Regions from separate parts of the Mus musculus genome. Here regions 1 and 3 are each linked to region 2. A link is a contact called in public promoter capture Hi-C data. All regions are on one chromosome and are shown on one strand. The core of a region is the stretch at or near the end of the contact, and the rest is flanking DNA. Distances in the headings are between cores, read along the strand shown. Region 1 holds the start of Ggt5 (gamma-glutamyltransferase 5). Region 2 holds the start of Pttg1ip (pituitary tumor-transforming 1 interacting protein). Region 3 holds the start of Pcnt (pericentrin (kendrin)).

Region 1 (4,522 bases), core at 1,996-4,495, 2.0 Mb after region 2:
GTGGTTGGGGAAGGCAGTCACTTCCTGGTGAGCTGGCCGGGAATATGGAGAACAAGGAAGGTCTCAGAACAAGTTTCAGGGTGAGAGGAAGAAAGAGGAGAAACTGAAGCCCAAGTCCTGGAAGATGAGAACCAGGAGCCACACCCTAATCTCCCCTTGGGTCCTGAGATCTTGGCCTATGTCCAGATGAATCCAGGCAAATGACTGTCTAGCTACTGAAGGAACACGTCCACTGTGTGAGGTGAATTCACCTGTGTGTTCCCTGGCGTCCCATGAAGGAGGTAGCAGCCTAAAAGCCATATCACAGAGAGGAAACTGAGGCCCACATGGTGCCATAGAGCTTGGCTTGTGTGACTGCTCTCCTCTGAACGAAGAGTGCAACCCTCAGATGCCAGGTGGACATGAAGCAGCAGGAGACACTCAGCCTTTGGGGTTCAGTTGTCACCCCAACCTGTAGCCCAGTGTCAGTCCAGATGACAGCCCTCCAGAAACCTACTCGCCAGAACCCCAAAGCAGCCTTACCTTCTATGATTTTGGTAAATAAGGGTGTGGCCATTAAGTACCTAGGGTTGGGCACACTGGTGTCCCAGGGGAGAGGTGAGGGACTTTAGAAAGACTGACCCTTCCACAGCGTTCCCATCCTGGCAAGAACAGCAGCAGCAACAGTAGGGGGGAATACCAGTAGCACCAAGACTTCCCACAGTGACACTGGCCAGGTTCTTCCCCCGGGCAGACAGCCTAAGTCGAATGAAAAGCTCTTGGCCAGGAGACACACAACAGCACCTTCCTGAAGGCCTAGTCTGGCTATGGTCACCAAGCACTCTCTTACGGTAAGCAGCTGGGTCCATAGGTTCCCTCCCACCCTTGACTTCTTAAAACAAGAACAGGAAGCAAGAAGAGTTTAACAAAACACTGTGGGGGAACCCACATCCGCTTTCCACCAGGGGAAGCTTGAGAGTTTAGAGTGCAGGCTCTTAGCACCAACCACAGCCTGGGCCTCGCAGACCAATGCTCCCTGTTCAGAGAGCCTTCTCACAGATAGTAGAAGCACGCCCCTTTGTTCACAGAGGCTGCTCTTCTGGCTGGTTTTCTGTGGGGCCTGAGCGTGCACACATACCCCACCTCAGTTACAATTTTGTATTCTAGAAGGATTAAATAGATGCTGCATCTCATGGAGACAGAGCAACTGTTGGTCTTAACTCTTGAGTCCCTTGGGAGCGCCATGTGACGTAGAAAGGACTGTCCCTACTGATCCGGGCTGCTATTCCCATGGAGTTCCAAGTTAAATGTAGATGTGAATCCTCCAGGAAGTCTGGGAACTCAGAGGACCAGGTTAGCAGGGTTGCGGGCTACTGTGAGCGAGGGAGGTGGAAGAGAATGGGTAGACAGATGGAATAAGGGAGGCGGGAAGGAAGGCAGGACAAACAGAAGGAAGGACAGAAGGAAGGAAAGACAGACAGAAGGAAGGACAGACAGAAGGAAGGAAGGATGGACAGAAGGAAGGAAGGATAGACAGAAGGAAGGATGGAAGGAAAAACAGATGAACAGACAGACAGAAAGAAGGATGGACAGAAGGAAGGAAGGAAGGAAGGAAGGACAGATGGTTTGAAGGACAAACAGACAAAGGACAGATGGAAGGATGGACAGAAGGAAGAAAGGATGTAAGGAAGGAAGAAGGAAGGACAGACAGACAGAAGGTACATTCAATAACAGTCAAAAAAAAGCATAACAGCATGGTATTTTGGGCCAGGACCACCACTCTGCCTGCTGCAGGACCCAGCCTTGGGTTTACAAAGCACTTGAACCCTGACAGTGGGCTACCAGGCAGATATTCTGGGAAGGAGACCCAGATGACCAGAAAAAAGGAGAGGCTTGTCCAGGTTTCAGGGCCCCAGTGGGAGGCAGGGGACCAGGAGTGACTTCTTGCCTCAGGGTAATCCTGTGGCAGCATGGTGGGTAGCATAGGCTTCCCATGGGCTGGGTTTCCTGGAAGGTCAGGAAACAACCACTGTAGCTTCTCTCTGCCTCTCTCTCTGCCTCTCTCTCTGTCTGTCTCTCTGCCTCTCTCTCTGCCTCTCTCTCTGCCTCTCTCTCTGTCTGTCTCTCTGTCTATCTCTCTGTCTGTCTCTCTCTCCCCACTCTTCCTCTCTCTGTCTCTCTGTCTCTGTCTCTCTGTCTCTGCCTCTCTTTCTCTCTGTGTCTGTGTCTGTCTCTGTCTGTCTCTCTCCCTCCTTCCCAGCCTCCACATCAGTCACTCCACTCACCAAGGCCAGACCCTGCCACAGAGAGGGAGGTCCTGACAGCTGTAACGTGCTTTCTTATACTGGCCCTGGGACCTCCCTCTCTCTGTGGCAGGGCAGACCAATGTATGGAACCCTGAAGCCCGTTGCCCAGGTTTCTGAAAAAGGTCCAGTCTTGGTCAGAACCAGCAGGCACAAAGTCACAGGTCTCATCCAGTCTGCCTTTCCAACCAGCACTGTATAGCCGATCTTCAATAATAGACTCACACCATCTTTGCAATGCTGTCCAGAGTCCCCATCTTCCCTATGGACACACATACACCATTCTGTGCAAGGGCCCTGGGACTGTTGTAGGAAGCCAAACCACACATGGCCTTTACCCCACCGCAAGCACAGCCGGCACTCGCGTGTCCCTCTTCACACCCCCACCACAGTTACACAGTCTCCAGGCACAACCCGCTAGCTGCCAAGGGCCACTGAGCTCACACCCACTTTTTACTCACCGTCCAATATCCGAGCAGATCTTGGAGTCAGCCGCTACCGCAGCACGCGTGAAGGCACCGGGACCACAAGAGGCTTGACGAGGAGAAAGGACCGCAGCCAACACAACGATAACCAGACCTAGACCTACACCCAGCAGGACCAGGCAGACCGTGGCCCTGTGACCCCAAGCCATGGCTCAGTGGCCCAGGGACAGAGAGGGAGGCAACTGGACACACAGGGCAGTGGACAGACAGAGACAGACAAACTGACTGACAAACTGAAGGGAAAAGAAGCTACACAGGGTGATCTCAGGCTATTGGACAGAGGGGAAAGATCGATGGGTCAAGACAGACAGCCACACAGGCCAGACAACTGGACAGAAAGGATGACGGACAGCCTTACAGATAGGTGGCCAGGCAGGTTACAGAGGAGAAACAGGAAGCCAGCCAGCCTGGGTTTATGGATAGACAGACGGCAGGCTGTGGCCAGGCTGCTGCTACACTCTCCTCCAGAGGCAGAACTAGCCACAGGTCTGAACTTGCAGTTTTCAGCTCCCGAGGCTCAACCCTGGAGGCAAGCCAGGCATCTACAGGGAGTTTTTTTTTTCTTGAGAAGAGCCAGCTGCCGCTGTTAACTCTTCCATCGCCAGTTGATCCCATGGCCTGCCCTGCTGCCCCAACACCACCCAAAGACTCCTCAGTCCCAGTGCCATTGGAAATGTGATGCTTGATGCACCCAGGGGAACTGGGACATGGAACTCAGGGAACCTCTCTCACTGTTTTCCTGCCTCCCAACAGCTCAGGGTCAGGGTGTCTCCTGCAGGGTGAAACTCCATTCCCCAGCTTCCACTCCCAACTGGTTCCACCCAGGCAGCCTCTCAATGCAATCACCCAGCTGGTACAGAGATGGGGCTGAAGGTAGACCAAGGTAGCCACTCAGGACCGTGCTGTTTTAATTTTTAAAATTTTTATAGAAATGAATCTTTTAAAATATTTTAAAGATTTATTTATTTATTTATTTATTTATTTATTTATTATATGTAAGTACACTGTAGCTGTCTTCAGACACACCAGAAGAGGGCATCAGATCTCATTACAGATGGTTGTGAGCCACCATGTGGTTGCTGGGATTTAGAGTCAGGACCTCAGGAAGAGCAGTCAGTGCTTTTAACTGCTGAGCCAGCTCTCCAGCCTCGTCGGGACCGTTTTATTACAGCCTGGCACAGCCTCATCCAAACATCTGAGCATGGGGTGGGAAGGGAGTGGGCAGGCAGGCCAGATGTCCAGTGCCCTGACACCCAGTGCTGCTGACACACAGTGCTGGGACATAGTGACCCATAAACTCAACCTTAGACCTCTAAAGGACGAGGCTGCCCTGCTCAAGTGCCCTCCCTTTTTCTGCAGCTCAGAGGCCCACTTGCTGAGTCCAGAAGAACTCAGGGCTATTTCTGTGCTGGTGAGCCTCCTCCTCTGGGAGCCTGGCTTGGGTCCTATCTTTCCATGATCTCAGGATGTTCCAGTGGGAGGCAGCTGGAGCAGTGAGGACCCACCAATGTGCTCTCGTGATCAGAATTAATACATGTGCAGGGCAGAAGAGCTCTTGGTTTCAGGCCTTCCCATCATTCCTCACTCTCTTTCCACTGAGCATGCCCCCCGCCCCCATCTTCGTACCCCCCGGCTTGGCAATGCCAAAAAAAAAAAAAAAAAAAAAAAAAAGAGGCCCAGAGAGGGAATGCCCGCACTGGCCACCCATCCTGTTAAGTGTCACACCCAGAGTCCCTGCTAAGCCTGGACAAGGGA
Region 2 (4,316 bases), core at 761-3,260:
GAGTCGACTCAGGTCCTCAGGACAAAAAGACACACCTACATGTGGGAAAGGAATAATTGTGGAAACTAAGGAAGTGAACCTTACTCATTGTAAACCTATGAAACATGCTGCCATCTCCTGTGCCCCCAAGTGAAATGAACTTGAAAGGGCTTAAGAGTGCCCACTCTGGTGACAGAATTCAGAACTCAGAGGACATCTCGAATGTCATGTTGGGAGTACACTTGCTTGACAAAGTAGTCCTCAACACTGCACTGTTTGAGAAAAGGAGGGGCAGGACACCCCAAAAGGCATGTATGCAGTATTGAATAATACAGTTCACTAAGGCAGGTTCCTCAGGGACAGAGGGAGGGGAACTGCAGATTCCTCTACAAACTGGGGTGTTCAGTAAGGACCCACTACTTGGAGACCTGCACCAGCCATCACTGTGTCTTAGTGTTCCTAACACCACTGCAGCCCTTTTAGGGACTGTTTTCCCAAGATGAAGCTCAGAGACAGTGACTCCACACGCCATTAGTAGAGGGTCCAAAAGCCCTGTCAAAGTGTCCTCAATGTCGCAAATTTCACTCTACGGATCTATAATCTACTACAGGTTCTGTGAAGCACACAAAAAATATTTAAAGGGTGAGTTTTGCCAGGCAGGGCAAATGCTTTATGGTCAGCATTTGAGAGGCAGAGGCAGGCAGACACCTTTAAGTTCAAAACCAAGCTGGGCGTGGTGGCACACGCCTTTAATCCCAGCACTAGGGAGGCAGAGGCAGGCGGATCTCTGAGTTCAAGGCCAGCCTGGTCTACAGAGTGAGTTCCAGGACAGCCAGGGCTACACAGAGACACACTGTCTCGAAAAAACAAACAAAAAAGTTCAAAACCAGCCTGAACCCAGTCTCAAACAACAAAAAAAGGCGAGTTTTGGGATACAGGATACGGTAATGTAAATTTATGCAAATTCCTTGTAAAGACTAGCCGTTTTAAACATCAGCTATCTCCCTATAGAATGTCAAGGAGTAGAATCCTTACACCTAACACGTGGTGGTTGGTAACAGGTGAAGGTTCGTGCCCCCCCCCCTCCCCCCAGTATCGCAGCAGACACCCTTGAGACACTGGGAAGGGTCCTGGGTCTCCACAGGCTCCCCAACACTCTGCCTGGCATAAAGTCCTTACTGGAGAATCTAGCCCCAAGTTCCCCGGGGCGGCCAGGGTCAGCTCCTTTAGTCACCCTCACCAAGGTAGCAGGAGTGAGGCAGTCCCAGACCGGTCCTAGGCATACCTGGGAGCAGATAAGAAACTTAAACAGAGAGACGCGACAACTGGCAAAAGGTCACAAAGAGAAAACACACCGTGACAGGCTAGAGTGTAAAGACACCTTGAGAGAGCCTGAGCTAACAAAAATACTCTCTTGCAGCGCCTCATCAACTCTAGCGAGCGTACAAAGGTCAAAGTTGACCAAGCCTCAGTCTTGGACACAACTTGTCAGCTCCCTGATTCCCCTCAAACAAAAACAGTGCTGGAATGCAGATGGTCCCCGAGATGCTAAGCAGGTGCCGAGGCGTCGGTTCCGACTAGCCGAGTCTTTCGTGCCTCAGGGCACGACGTTAACTTCCAGCAGAGGCTGGCTGCCTTACCCAGCTTCAAGGGAGGGCGTGAGCGCAGAGGCAGCCAAGCCCGCGGGCTGGACTCCGCCCTGGATCCGACCCGGCCGCCCTCCTCCTACTCCTCGGCCCCTAGGCCCACGGGCCTTACCCACTCTCGGAGGTTCCTGCGCGGAGGCTCCGGACAGAAGCAACAGCAGCACGGCACCGAGGAGCATCACCCAGTGCGGCGTCAGCCCAAGGTTAGCAGGCGCCATGGTGAGTGCGTCGTCGGCGGGGACCTCAGGCGACTCAACTCCAACGCCGAGCTAGGATGTTTCCACAGTAAGCGCTCCGCCTCCGTAAGCTAGCCAGACGGGCGGAGCTTGCGAGTGCGCAGCCGCTGGCTCCGCCCCCTGACCTCCGCCCGCCTACGGGCGCAGCTGAGGCTTAGCACGCCTGCGCGCTGCTGGAACTGCGGGGAGGGAGCAATAACCGGAGCGTCAGAGCAGCGCGCGTGCGTAGTAGACTACTAGGCTGGGCAGTGGACAGCGAAGCTTTGCCACTTGCTCTGGAATGGAGCTGCTGGACTCTGAGGCGGGTTCTGAGGCTCAGCTGCTCTGCCTAACACAACTGCTCTGTAGCCGCCAACCCTTGGAAACCTCTGCCAGTCCTGTTAATTCTCTGCCAGAGCCGTATGCGTGTCCAGAGGGCAGGTTTTGTGGATTTACGTTAAAACAGCATCCAAGCTGTCTCGAACTTGTTACTGAAAGGCGTTTAAATCACTGAGGGAATGTGGAGGGTGTAGCTTAGATGGTAGAATTGCTTGCCTGGCAACCAATGCATGCACAAAGCCTCCGAGTTCCATCCTCAGAACCTCACAAATGAGTCGTGATAACACACACCTATCATCTCAGCACTTGGGGGTGGAGCATTGGAAGGATCAGAAGTTCAAGGTCTTCCTTAACCAATGAGACCCTGACTCAAAGAAAACAAAACAAATCCTTATTGATAGTGACTGGGGACGCAAACTTGAAGACACAGGAGCTTTGAGTAAGAGGGTACCTTCCCTGCTTGATTGTGCATGAACCAGAGACCTAGATAGCCAGACACCAAAAAGATCAATGCGGGACTCTGGATCCCAAGTTTCTCGACTCATTAAAGACCCAGACTCCAGTAGGAGTAAGCAAAATAGGATACAAGCTTGAGCCCACCAGCTTTATGTCCATTTGATACAAGCTAGTTATGACTGTAAGTGTTGCAACTCTGAAGGGAAAGGCTTGAAGCGTTCCAGCTCCACTCCTGGTGCTGCGGCAGAAGGTTTTCCCAAAGGAAGTATAACAGTTCTGCTGCAGGAGGGGGTTCCCATGGAAAGTGTCACAGGTCTGCTCTGCAGAGGAAGACTTCTCCAGCCAAAGTGTAACAATTCTGCTTTGCCAGAGGGAGGCTTTCCCCAGTGAAAGCGTTACAGCTTTACTTCGGCCAGGCAGGTTTTCCCCAGCCAAGTTCTGTTCCGGGGAAAATGTTACAGCTCTGCTAGAGAGGCTTCCTGGCAATTGGGAGCCAAGGAATACCACAAAGTCACACGACACATGAGGCACACAAGAGATTTATGGAGAGGGAAAAAAAGCAAACAAACAACAGCAACAACAACAACAAAAACAGGAGGGCAGCTAATTCTGCTAGGGTGAAAAGCAGCAGAGAACGAAGCCAAAGGCAGAGCTTATATAGGATTTCTTGGGGGTGGGGCTTCCCGTGGAGATTTCCAGGATGAGGATTGGTGGGATTTCAATTCCTGAGCTTGGGAGGACTCAGGGTCTTTGTATCACTGAGCTGGTCCAGAGCAAGGGAAGTTTAGCAGGGCCCTGGTTAGTGCAGTGCGGGATCTGGGTGGGAAATGAGTGGGACAAAGGACACGCCCCCCTCCAGTTAGTGGTCAGAGTCTCTAAGGCAAGGTTTTGTGGCCATGTATCATTGGATTGGCCAGGGCAGGGGTTCTGGAAGATGCTTTATCTGCATATTCTGCATATTCATGGTTGTGGGGGTGAGGGAAACCTTATAAGGTCAAACAAGGAGTGAAGCCTGATAACTGTAAGGGTAATATGGTGAGGGAGCCAGCTTTCTGGTGCCAGGTTGGGAGTGGGGAGGTAGCCAATGCCTGCCATCCTTGTGTTTGAGGTATCTGAGGTTGAAGATCTCTTGACCCTTCCTCCGAAACCCTAAGCCATTATAGTTTCAGATTCAGGGATTAATGGATTTTCTAAGAGTGGGATGTAGGAGGCAGGATTGTAGGACATTTTCTTAATTAGTGATTGATGAAGAGCTCAGCTGGTTATGGTACCACTCCTGGGTGGTGGTCCTGGATTCTGTAATAAAAAGCAGTCAAGCTACCTAGGACCAAGCCAGTAAGTGGCACTCCTCCATGGCCTCTGTATTAGCTCCTATGCCAGATCTCTGCCCTGCATAAGTTCCTGTCCTGACTGCTTTCAAGGACAAACTGTTAGATGGAATTGTGAGTGACCAGAACTGAGACAGTGAGCAACCAGAGCACAGTGTGGCCATGATTGTTTAATTATGCATCCCCTCACTCTGCTCAAATTCCTCCTCCAGGAAACCTAAGCTAACCCAAAGATGGAATTGGGAACTGTGAACTTCTTTATTCTTGAGACCTTTTGATTGGCAGCACTAGTCTCATCAATTGGAGTAACAGGATGAATGTTCTTATCCACTGAGCCATCTCTGCAGCCTTGC
Region 3 (4,287 bases), core at 1,029-3,528, 1.1 Mb after region 2:
GTTACTCTCACTTTCAAAGAAGTTAGCCACTTCATGTCCCCGAAGCCTCAGCCTTCCTTTTCTCTGTTACTCTCACTTTCCTGGCTTCCGAGGGCATCCTGTGTCTCAAGCCTGATGCTTACCATGTCTTCACATTGGTCGTCCTCCCAGGATATCCAGTTCTCTGTCTAGCCTATGGGTTGAGCTGGGTGGCACTCCTTGATGACCACCCCTTATCCCAGACTCTTATATAGCATTCCTCAAGAGCAGCAAGTGCCCTCAGACCCCAAGGCATTGCTCTAGCCCCCCCAATTTTATTTTAAATTAGATTTTAAAGACATTTTATTATTTTAATTATGTATGTGTATGTATGTGTCTGTACATGAGTATTTGCATGTGGTTGCCAGTACTGACAAGGTCAGAGGCAGCTAATCCCCCTTGGAGCTGGCATTATAGGCAGTTGTGAGCTGTTTGACATGGTTGCTAGGAACCAAACTCTGGTCCTTTGTAAGAGCAGTATGCACTCAATGCTGGCTGCTAGTTCTCTGTTAACCTGGGACAAGTTATAGTCGTCTGAGAGAATTTAGATGCCAGAACCCACATCTGGTTCTAAGAGAAGGGAACCCCACTGCAGAAAATGTCTTCTTAACATTGGGCTTTAAGCAAGCAAGTCTTTTTATTTTATATTTACATAGGGTCTCTCTTTTTAGCCCTGGCTGGCCCTGAACTCAGAGACCCACCTCTCCAGTGCTGGGTATAAGACACGTGCCACTATACGAAGCAGGGATTTCCTTAGTGAGTGAGGGGGTAATTTAGATCCCAGAACCCACATCTGTTGACGCACAATTGCCTGTAACTCCAGCTTTAGGGCATTTAACACCCTCTTCTTACCTCTAAGGATACCTGCCAGTTCCACACAGAGACACAAACATACTCATAGTTCAAAGAAATAAATATTATTAGGTATTTATTTATACTTTAAAAATTATTTTATGGGTACCAATGTGCGCCACATGAGTTTTTGGTGCCCTCAGAAGCCAGAGGTGTGCATCAGATCCTCTGAACTGGAGTAACAATTGTGAGCCACCATTGGGTACTGCGAATCAACTGGGGGTTCTCTGGAAGAGCAGCTAATGCTCTTAACTGCTGATCTCTCCAGTCCTTTAAGTTTTGATATGTAAAATATGACCGACCACCCTTCAAACATTCCTTAAATATTGCATGGCTCAAAGACTGAGACCAACATATCCTAGAGGATAGGTCTGTCCAGAGGGACCCCCACCCACTCAGTGTTTTCATCAGTGCAAGAGACACTTCCTAAGAGGCTTGAAGTCTTTTGAGTCATGAAAGTGAAACAATTTATTTTTTGGATCTTGTAAAGTTGGGTGTCAGCCTAGAGAGAAGGCAAAAACGGCTGTCATGCAGATTTGGTATAAAATAGGTTTTATAGCCCTTACGGCATTTCCCTGTTCCCAAATTCCACACTACTGAGTTCTTCAGGAGGATTCATTCTTATAGGCATTACCCTCTCTCCAGCTTCCCTATCCTATCCGTGCAGGATGCAAAGCTCTTGACATATATCCTGGAGCTCAGATCCTCTCCTTTTATGTTAGTCATGTTAACAGCCTGCAACGTTTCAACCCAATGATAAATTAATAAATGTTAGGCAAGAAAGAACCTGCTGCCGGCTAGGGAATCCAAGGGCCCAATCCTCCTAATTTCCTGTAATCCACCGATGAGCTTTAAACGCGCCTCTTACTACAAATGGACCATAGTTTCTTTATTTCCTTATGGCAGAAAGACTTTCCTGGTAGAGGTGATGGATGGAGTGAGAGTCAGGTGCCTGAACACACAGCGACTCTGTACATTGAAGCGTGTGCGTGAATGCAAAACGGCCCTGGGTGGCAACTCTGGGGTCCACTGGGGACAGCGGTCTAAGTTTTAGGTGTCATTCAATGAGTAACTCTGGCTATACTCTGTTCTTTGGATTTGGATTGAAGACAGGGGACCGTGTTCAGGAGGGGCCGAAGTGGTCAAAGAAGGGAAGCAGGACTCCCAGTTGACTGCACCTGAGAACCAAAAGTGGGGGCTGGTGGATCCTAGAGGATGCCCCAGTGTTCGCAGAAACACATCGCGACAGAAAAAACGACTTTGGCAAAGTGCGGGAGAGAGTGCCCAGAGCGCACCGGAGGCATGGAGAGCCGCTGGTATGTAAGTCCTCCTCCTGTCGGGAGAGGGCGATAGGTAGCACCGCCTCGGGAAAACGGTTTGTCCAAACCTTCCCGCCGCCCAGTCGACGAACGCCCGCGAGCCCCGGGAACGCCGCGCCTCGCTCATTGGCGTGGATGAAGAGGGTGGAGAGCGTCGGCGTACCAATTGGGGACCAGAGAGATGGCTCTCCGCCCTTGGAGCGTCAGCGGAGCGCGCGTGCGCAAGGCCACACGGGGCTCCGGATTGGCGGGGCGAAGCTGACAGTTGTGTGTATGGGGGGTGGGGAGGCGAGTGGGTGAAGGGAGGGAGTGTAAATAGAGCGAAGGCGGTGTCGCCGCCGCCCTGTCACCTCCGAGCGACTCGCCGGGAGCCCAGGTGGAGATGGAAGACGAGCAGGAGCAGCGGCGCAGGAAGGTGGAGGCTGGGAGAGCCAAGGTTAGACGGTAGCATCCTTCTCTCAGCTTTGCGGTGGGGAAGAAATCCTAAAGCGGTTCCGGTGCTCAGACCGCCGCTTGACACAAGCGGTGGCGGTGGAGCAGTGGGAACTGCCGGGCGCTTGTCCTTCCCGCCGCTTCTGCGGAATTCACTTCCTAGGCGCCGCCATCTTGAATCCAGCGCCCTCTGTCTCGCTCCGCCCTATTACACCCACAGCCAATCAGCGTCAGAGACGTACGACTTGTAGGTGGGCCCGAGCGCCATGGGCGGGTCCTGGTCACCTAGCATTCTTAGTTGTTGTGCTTCCGGTGCTCAGGCACTTTCCTGAGACTAAACTGTCCAAGGCTTTTTAAAGACCGTCTTCAGACTTTATTTTCCCAGGGAACCAAGAACTTTGCTCCCTAGTGGTGTCCTGTTGTTGTATTTCGTTGTTCGCTCTCTGGCCGGGCCCCACAACTGCCATACTACCGAGGGTCCTCTTCTCACCTCCTTCTGCCTCAGATTTTGAATTTGTTTGAGACTCTACCCTGGGAACACTTGTGGCTGTTAAGATAGTTGTTTTGTTTTTTTGTTTTGTTTTGTTTTGTTTTTTTCGAGACAGGGTTTCTCTGTATAGTCCTGGCTGTCCTGGAACTCACTTGGTAGACCAGGCAGGCCTCGAACTCAGAAATCCTCCTGCCTCTGCCTCCCAAGTGCTGGGATTAAAGGCATGCACGACCACTGCCTGGCAAGATAGTTATTTGAAAGGTGATGGGGATTCAGAGGAAGAGAAGGTGCGAACATTTTGGAAGTGGATCTCTGGCCAGCTATCATGGCTGTGGAACCAGAGGCTGTGTCCCTACCCTGTACTGTCAGGACAGTATAGCTATAGCCTTCATGAAAGGGCTGTGTTGATTTTGTGGTTCGCCTAGTAACAGCAATTCTTCATTTGTGTCAACAACCCCACCACCACTATCACCCTGCACCCACTTCGAAAAAACATGCAAAATACACAGAGGAAATGAGAGCACAGCAATGTCAGATTACAGGTGCCGGCCAGAAGCCATTGTGGCCCTTATGGGGTATAAGCTGGGCACATGTAGATAGACACTTTGAGAAATGAGGGCATGTGAAGTTTAGTACTTCACCAGGGGAACTGGTGTCTGTACTTGGGTGGGTTTGTGAACCCAATTAGATATCCTTAGGGAGATGGAGGCTAATGAGACGAACCAGAAGGCCACTCATTGAAGGTTCATGGCCAGAGACCAAGTACATGCTGCAGAGGGCGAGCTCTGAGGCAGACAGTTGCATTCAGTGGAGAAGGCAAGAGATTAGAACAGAGTTGGTACTGTAGGCAGTGCCCTTCAAATTTCTCTTCCCACAGATAAGTGGCCTTGTTAATTTCCTCCGCCAACGAAACTGTGCGTTTCTCTTTTCATCAACAGGGGCACATCTGCTTGGGTGGCCTTGGTTGTGATTTGAGGGAATAGATGTCCCCCCACCCCACCCCAGTGAGACGTTGGCACACCAGCGCTTGCCTTTTTGAATAGGGTACGAGGAGGAGATTGTGTGTGAATACAGTCAAAAAGCCTTGTATCTGAGGGACAGAAAGGAGCTACGCTGTGCCTCTGACTGGCAGGCAACATTCTGGGATGCTCCCTAGTGCTTTGCTGCGCTGTGTCA

The links. Promoter capture Hi-C pulls out the DNA fragments that hold promoters and counts their contacts.
Region 1: a contact with region 2 is called in a promoter capture Hi-C map of liver, with 3 times the contacts expected there. The contact joins the promoter of Ggt5 here to the promoter of Pttg1ip in region 2.
Region 3: a promoter capture Hi-C map of erythroid cells shows a contact between it and region 2, with 7 times the contacts expected there. The contact joins the promoter of Pcnt here to the promoter of Pttg1ip in region 2. A contact is called at or near these places in 2 of 39 promoter capture datasets (erythroid cells and hematopoietic stem and progenitor cells), 1 of 115 datasets of contacts at active chromatin or transcription factors (embryonic stem cells) and 1 of 9 other capture datasets (liver).

Annotation. Positions count from the first base shown.
Region 1 is chr10:75,588,104-75,592,625 of GRCm38.p6, reverse strand. Ggt5 (gamma-glutamyltransferase 5) reads right to left here and starts at 3,245. Exons shown (of 12, transcript NM_011820.5): 1 at 2,744-3,245. The coding sequence starts at 2,916.
Region 2 is chr10:77,579,349-77,583,664 of GRCm38.p6, reverse strand. It overlaps Pttg1ip (pituitary tumor-transforming 1 interacting protein), which reads right to left and starts at 2,010. Exons shown (of 6, transcript NM_145925.3): 1 at 1,738-2,010. The coding sequence starts at 1,843.
Region 3 is chr10:76,440,903-76,445,189 of GRCm38.p6, reverse strand. Pcnt (pericentrin (kendrin)) reads left to right here and starts at 2,278. Exons shown (of 42, transcript NM_008787.3): 1 at 2,278-2,625. The coding sequence starts at 2,572.